Regions from separate parts of the Danio rerio genome. Here region 1 is linked to region 2. Evidence: chromatin contacts called from public HiCAR-type data. All regions are on one chromosome and are shown on one strand. The core of a region is the stretch at or near the end of the contact, and the rest is flanking DNA. Distances in the headings are between cores, read along the strand shown.

The links. HiCAR-type assays count read pairs that join an accessible place to other places.
Region 1: a HiCAR-type map of caudal fin shows a contact between it and region 2, with 6 times the contacts expected there. The contact joins the promoter of si:ch211-265o23.1 here to the promoter of metap2a in region 2. A contact is called at or near these places in 2 of 4 datasets of contacts at active chromatin or transcription factors (caudal fin and embryo).

The regions. Positions count from the first base shown.
Region 1 is chr4:26,700,479-26,703,576 of GRCz12tu, forward strand. si:ch211-265o23.1 reads left to right here and starts at 1,442. Exons shown (of 9, transcript XM_003198282.7): 1 at 1,442-1,532. The coding sequence starts at 1,457. It overlaps usp44 (ubiquitin specific peptidase 44), which reads right to left and starts at 439. Exons shown (of 7, transcript NM_200257.1): 1 at 407-439.
Region 2 is chr4:26,603,080-26,606,182 of GRCz12tu, forward strand. metap2a (methionyl aminopeptidase 2a) reads left to right here and starts at 1,641. Exons shown (of 11, transcript NM_001100054.1): 1 at 1,641-1,779. The coding sequence starts at 1,653. All of the region lies in intron 3 of LOC137491554 (a long non-coding RNA gene), which reads right to left.

The DNA of each region.
Region 1 (3,098 bases), core at 192-2,691, 97 kb after region 2:
ATTTTACACTCATTCAAGTATAAGGTAGTGATTAAACGAATATGTGCAGTCGTGTTGATCTCATTTAACTAGTTAAACTACCAGGTTGACTTTGAAGGCGTTTAGGCGCGCGAATGGCGAATGCTGCTAAGCTTAACCACCTCCATCATCTTCCTAGTTTTAAAGATCTAACCGGTTTAGCTGCTGAGTTCAGAGCGGCTCAGCTAGTTCAGTATCTCTATTAAGCCTGTTATAGAGGAAAGTTAACAAGCACACGAGATGCTAGTGTGCTAATGCTAAAATCACACAAGACTGGAGTAAGACTAGCATGCTTAACGGTTGAAATATACTGATGGCGTTTGATTTCCGCCGCCAATGTAAACCCGATGCGGTGGGAGTTGTTTTTAAAAGGTGATATTTTACTAACCTGATTTTTCGTCAAGCACTGGTTACTTCTGTGGCACAACAGCAAGCGCCATCTTGTCTACACACTTGTCGCGTGGAGTGTCCCTCCGTGACGTCACTCCGGAGAGGACATGCGAGTGAGTCCACTGACCGTTCAAAACAAAAGAGGCTCGTTTAATAATACCCCAAAATAAAGCTGCAGATTTAAGAAACAGATGCTGTGAGAAGAAACACGTGATTATTGTGAACCAGTTTTGTGTTTACGGGACAATAACACCGCAGTCACCAACCGCAACACTTTCACAATCACCTAGAGTGGAAACAAAACTGCTGTGAAATGAACAATTATTCCATGTATAATGGTTATATGTAAAAGTTTATCGTCAATATAATTGAATACAATAATGCATAATACATTTCTAAATAATTTTGACTACAGTATAGGCTCAAACAAAACATTATGTACAGCTATGACAAAGAAAACACTTGACATTTATGTTTTTCTGCCTTTATTTTTTATTTTATAAATCTAATAACCTTTTCATCTAAATTAAAAATTTAAAAAGTAATTTTATTCCTTCAGAAAAGTGATAACTGTAATAAGAAAAAACAATGATTTCAAATTTGAAAGACATTTGTATTACATTAAATAACAAATACATAAAAGTTTATTCAAATATTCAAATTGTTACAATTATATAATAACTCAAAAATGTATTATTAATATTCAAATAAGTAATTCAAAATCGGTTTAAACAAACCAAATATATAAAGAATAGTGATAAATAATAAAGAGTTGATGCCTTTTGCGTTTTATGATGGTGTCAATGGCAAATTAAATCTAGAAAAACTACTCTAAAAGAGACTGGGGTGTCGAAATTGTAACTGCGTATGAGCTGACTTTGGCAGCACAGCAGTGGCAGAACATGGATCTGGGATCAGATTTTTCACACCAAACAGACAGAATCCACCGTAGGCACAGAAAACTGCAGCTGAACTCAGATCAGAGCTCCGTCACATCGATGAACGTTACAGATTGAGCTGAACCGGTGACGTCATTTCCGATGCCGCGATGGCGGTGGATTTGACTCCGCGGTTTAGAAGGCTGAACAGTCAAACATGTTTCAGAGAAAATAAGCAGCTGCCAGGTACAAACTAACGCTTATATGATGCGTGTTTTTTTTCGACGACATTTATTTTTTCGTTACCGGTTTATTTACACCAGTCTGATAGCATACTAAAGCAAAATGATCAAGATCCTTATCAGGCTATACAGCTACCGTCCACTGTTTACATTATGCTTTATTTGTGATGAATTCTTCAACGTTTCACATAAAACTGTGTCTGATTTAAAACTAGTATTAATCATGGTAGATTTTATGAAAGCAAGTGGTTTATTATTTTTGAATGTAAAGAAATTACGGTCACGGTGACAATGTCAAAGTGTTACCAAAAAGAATCCCTATCAACATAGCATAAACATGAAAATATAGTTATAATTAAGCGTTTATAGTTACAAAAACTAGCCATAGTCTAATGGTAAAAACGTAGACAAAATATTGTAAATTGAAAATGTGTTTTATGTTTGTATTATATAGTAGATTATTAATATTTTTGCATATAGACAAATAACAGTTATGCGGTCACTGTAACAGTTTTGCATAATGTCAAAGTGTTATCAAAATAATCTGTATAAACTCAGTATAAACATATCAAATAGTTATAATTAATTGTTAATAGTTAAAAGTTACAAAAGCTAGCCCAATCTCGTAGACAATATATTTTAAGTTGAAAACGTGTATTATGTTTGTAATAGTTTTGGTATCTGGCCATTGTATAAAATATTGTAAGATTATGAAACTTTAAGACTTTTTAAAATTGTATAAAATGTTGTATTAAAAACTGAATAAAAATATGCAGCTTAATGCATATGTTATTATTTTTATTTGTGAAATCTACAAGATGTGATGTAATTATCTTATTTATTTATTTATTTATTTATTTACAAGTATTTTTTCATCATAAAATTTATGTATTTTCAAACAATTTCTTAATATATATATATATATATATATATATATATATATAATATAGTAAAGCAATTCCAGCGTTATGGATGTGACATTTGCAGTAAAAACTCAAAACATAAAATCGCATAGAAAGTATAAGTTTACATTATATTGAAAATTTTGTTTTTATTTTCCAGAGCAACTGACCACAGAGTTAAGAGACCAGAAAAATATCAATCTGTATACATGTTTTGTACTTAAAATGAGGAATATAAGCATGCGTTACGGATGTGACAAAAAAGTCTCCAGGTTTACAGTAAACAACATACTTTGTAGAAATTCTGTGAATTAAACTGCACAACCCAAAAGAAACAATATTAATCAAAAGGACATAAGTTGGCTCTCTGTAAAACATAATTCATTGGTTTAATTTAATTTCATATTTTCACATTTATGAGGAAAAAGTGTCGTTATGGATGTGACATTTCTCTGTTATGGATGTGACAAATTTAAAATCACCTCTTGTGTGACTTTGGTAAATCAAATAGAATAGTTTGAAAACATAGACAGATAAATTTTTGAGTATTTCTACAGTACTGTAAAATACTTGCTTGCCCAAAAAACCCAGAAGCGGTTTCCGTATTTTGGTGAAAACTGAATTTTTTTTCATGTCAAGGTTGACATTTGTCCGGAATTGCTCAGTAA
Region 2 (3,103 bases), core at 391-2,890:
CACGTGCAATTAAAGCAAAGTTACTGCCATCTACTGGACAATGTAGTAAAAAAAGGAAATGAATAATGATTAAAAAAAACAATGTATAGAGGGAGATATATATTATGGATGCTCCAATCAGGATTTTTGCAGCCGATATCTAGTACCTATTCCTTGTCATGGTGATTGCCCGATAACAAGTACCAATTCTGATGCTTCAAGCTTTATGTATCTTTGCCATTGCATAAAGCACATTTTCCCCTCTAAATAGGATACTTAAGTGGAGATCTCGTCCTGTCTAAGATAATAAATTAAGAATGCTTCATATAATCCTATACATTTTTACTGCATATAATCTTAAACATGTCTCTTCTAAACATTTAATGTGGACAGAAGCAGCTTTACAGAAAATAATAGATAATATGTAGGGGAGACTCATGGAGCTTCCAGGAGAGGTCATACGGTTGGAAACAAGATTGGGCTGATTGCTCTGCTCGCGTCCCAGCAGCTCAAAACACTGGATATATAGTGTTGAAACAAAGAGATCTTTCCTCACGATGCCAATAAACTGTATAAACAGAGGTTGCACCACATCTGTATATATTTTAGCTGCTGTGATGCATATGCAGCAATCGCTTATGTCCTTACGCATCATTTACCGCCTCACATGTTGTAGTGCTGCTCTCCGTATAACTCAGGTACGCATGTGCGTCTTCCTCTGCTTGTAAACTCATAAACAAACACCTGCAATCGGTTCATAAAATAAGCCAGATTGGCGACTCATTAAATGTGATTATCGGCCGATGCCAATCCTCGGGCAATCGATCGGAGCATCCCTAATATACCAGTTGCTCATAATAAAAAGCATAATGACTATTATGAAATATTTTCAAATAATTTACTTTATCATTACTACAAGAAAATAAATATAGTAATAATATATAACTATTATGTATTATTCATATTATTATAAAATATTTTCAAATACAGAGCTACTATTATACTCTACACTCTATATAGGACTACGTTTTATGTCCTATACATTATGCATATTATTTATATAGTAATATTTACTCATTCACTATGTTTATTTTAAAATCACTTATTTTATAGTATTTCATTGGTAACACAGTATTTCTTATCTGTAATATTCATTCTATTATTGTTTTACTGTAAAACATGACACAAACTAATTGCTTAAAAGTCTTGCTTACACATTATAGCAACGTCAGCATATGAATATGGAATGAATACTTTGCAAGTTAAAAAATAAACCTGCACTGTGAAGCACTTTCTCTGAATGGATTTCCCTCATTAATATTCCGCTCGTCACTTAAAAAAAACATTAGGGAACAAGGGTGATTTTTGACTATTAACTATATGCAATGACGTTAACACAATGAACCTATCGGATAGGCTAAGTAGCACGGCGCGCTCATCAGCTGGCGAATAAACGACTCTGTTAGCGAAGGCATGTTTATAAATATTAACTAAATCACTTTTCTGGATTCTCAGAGCCAGCGTTTTCTAGGTAGGCTAATATTCATGAGCTGATTCTTCGCCATAGTAGGACTGTATAATTTCGCATTCCGCGTCATGCGACCAGCTGATTCGGCAGCTTTTCTCTGCACCTCCCACAATGCATCGGTCTCTGTCCACTCGAGTCCGCAGTCATGGAAGCGAACGGGCTGCCGGTGCCGCCGGTAATGGACACACTGATCGTTAACGGGGAACGAGAAGCCGAAGACCCAGCCAAGAAGAAAAAGAGGAAGAAGAAGAAAAACAAGTCAGTTGTTTCCGGTGAGCTTGTCATTCAGTAGTGAAGTGCTGAGGCCGCTGGATGTTTAAATATATATATTTGTAAATCAGCTGTGCTTTAAATAGTCAGCTGTGAACTCAGATTAACTCGAGACAGAGCTGTATCTCTTTTAAATCGCTCTGTGTATAGATTTAGGTGGTTGAATATCTTTGTGCTAAAAGAAAAAGTTTTTTCAACAGTAGTGATTTTTTTATGCACTGGAAAATATTTAATAAAACAGTTTTTTATAATGGTACAACACTATAATATTATGAATTATTAAAATGTAGTCATTTATACATTTATTTGATATATATATATATATATATATATATATATATATATATATATATATATATATATATAATAAACATTTTTTTATTGTAGAAAAAACACTTGAAATTTTACATGAAACTTTTTAAACTTTATTTTTATATAGTGCCTTTAAAAAGTAGCATCTCAAGACACTTTACAGACATATAACGAATCTAACAATTCTAAAAAAAAGAAGTCAAATACAATCAAATAAAATCTACTCTAAAAAGTAAGTTTTAAGTAAACTAGATGAATTAAACATTTTCAGGGGTTCTACATTGTGAATATTAGACGGTAAAGATATAATTATACAATTTTTGACTTCTTTTATAAAGATTGTACAGTTTTGAGAACCTAAAGAAGTTTTTTTAATCTTTTTAAATGAATTTTTCTGTTAATATTTAAGAAAATATAAATGTATGTTAAAGTTTTACAATGTTTTGTTTATTTTCTGTTTATTAATATGTGATTATTTGTTGTATATGCTTATTTTTTAATTCTACATTCTTCTATATTTCATTTAGGTTGTTTGGAGATACTAATTTAAAAAATGTAGTTTTATTTTTACATCTTGCACTTTTAACTTTATTATGCATTTATGTTTTTTATGTAATATTTTATTTTAAAGTTGTTCATATATACAGAATAACATAGATTGCATATCTAGACACGCCAATCTGATCTGCAATCATAATATCAGTATTTTTTAGAATACTGTAAACTACATTCATAAAAAATAATGTTATATTTTAAATATATTTATTTATAAAAATGTTATATTACATATATTTTTTTTGTATTTGTATTCTATAATTAATTTATTAGAGGTCAACAAAGTTTTGAGCATTTCAAGATCAACCACAAAATATAACCCTAATAGACAATTAATTAACCATATTTCTTTGCCTAACGCATCCCAAAAAATATACTAAAGTTGGCAGCTGGCTAATGTTTGATGCTAACATGGCCAGAAATGCCATTTAGTTAGGCTGTTAGCCATAAAGAATGAGT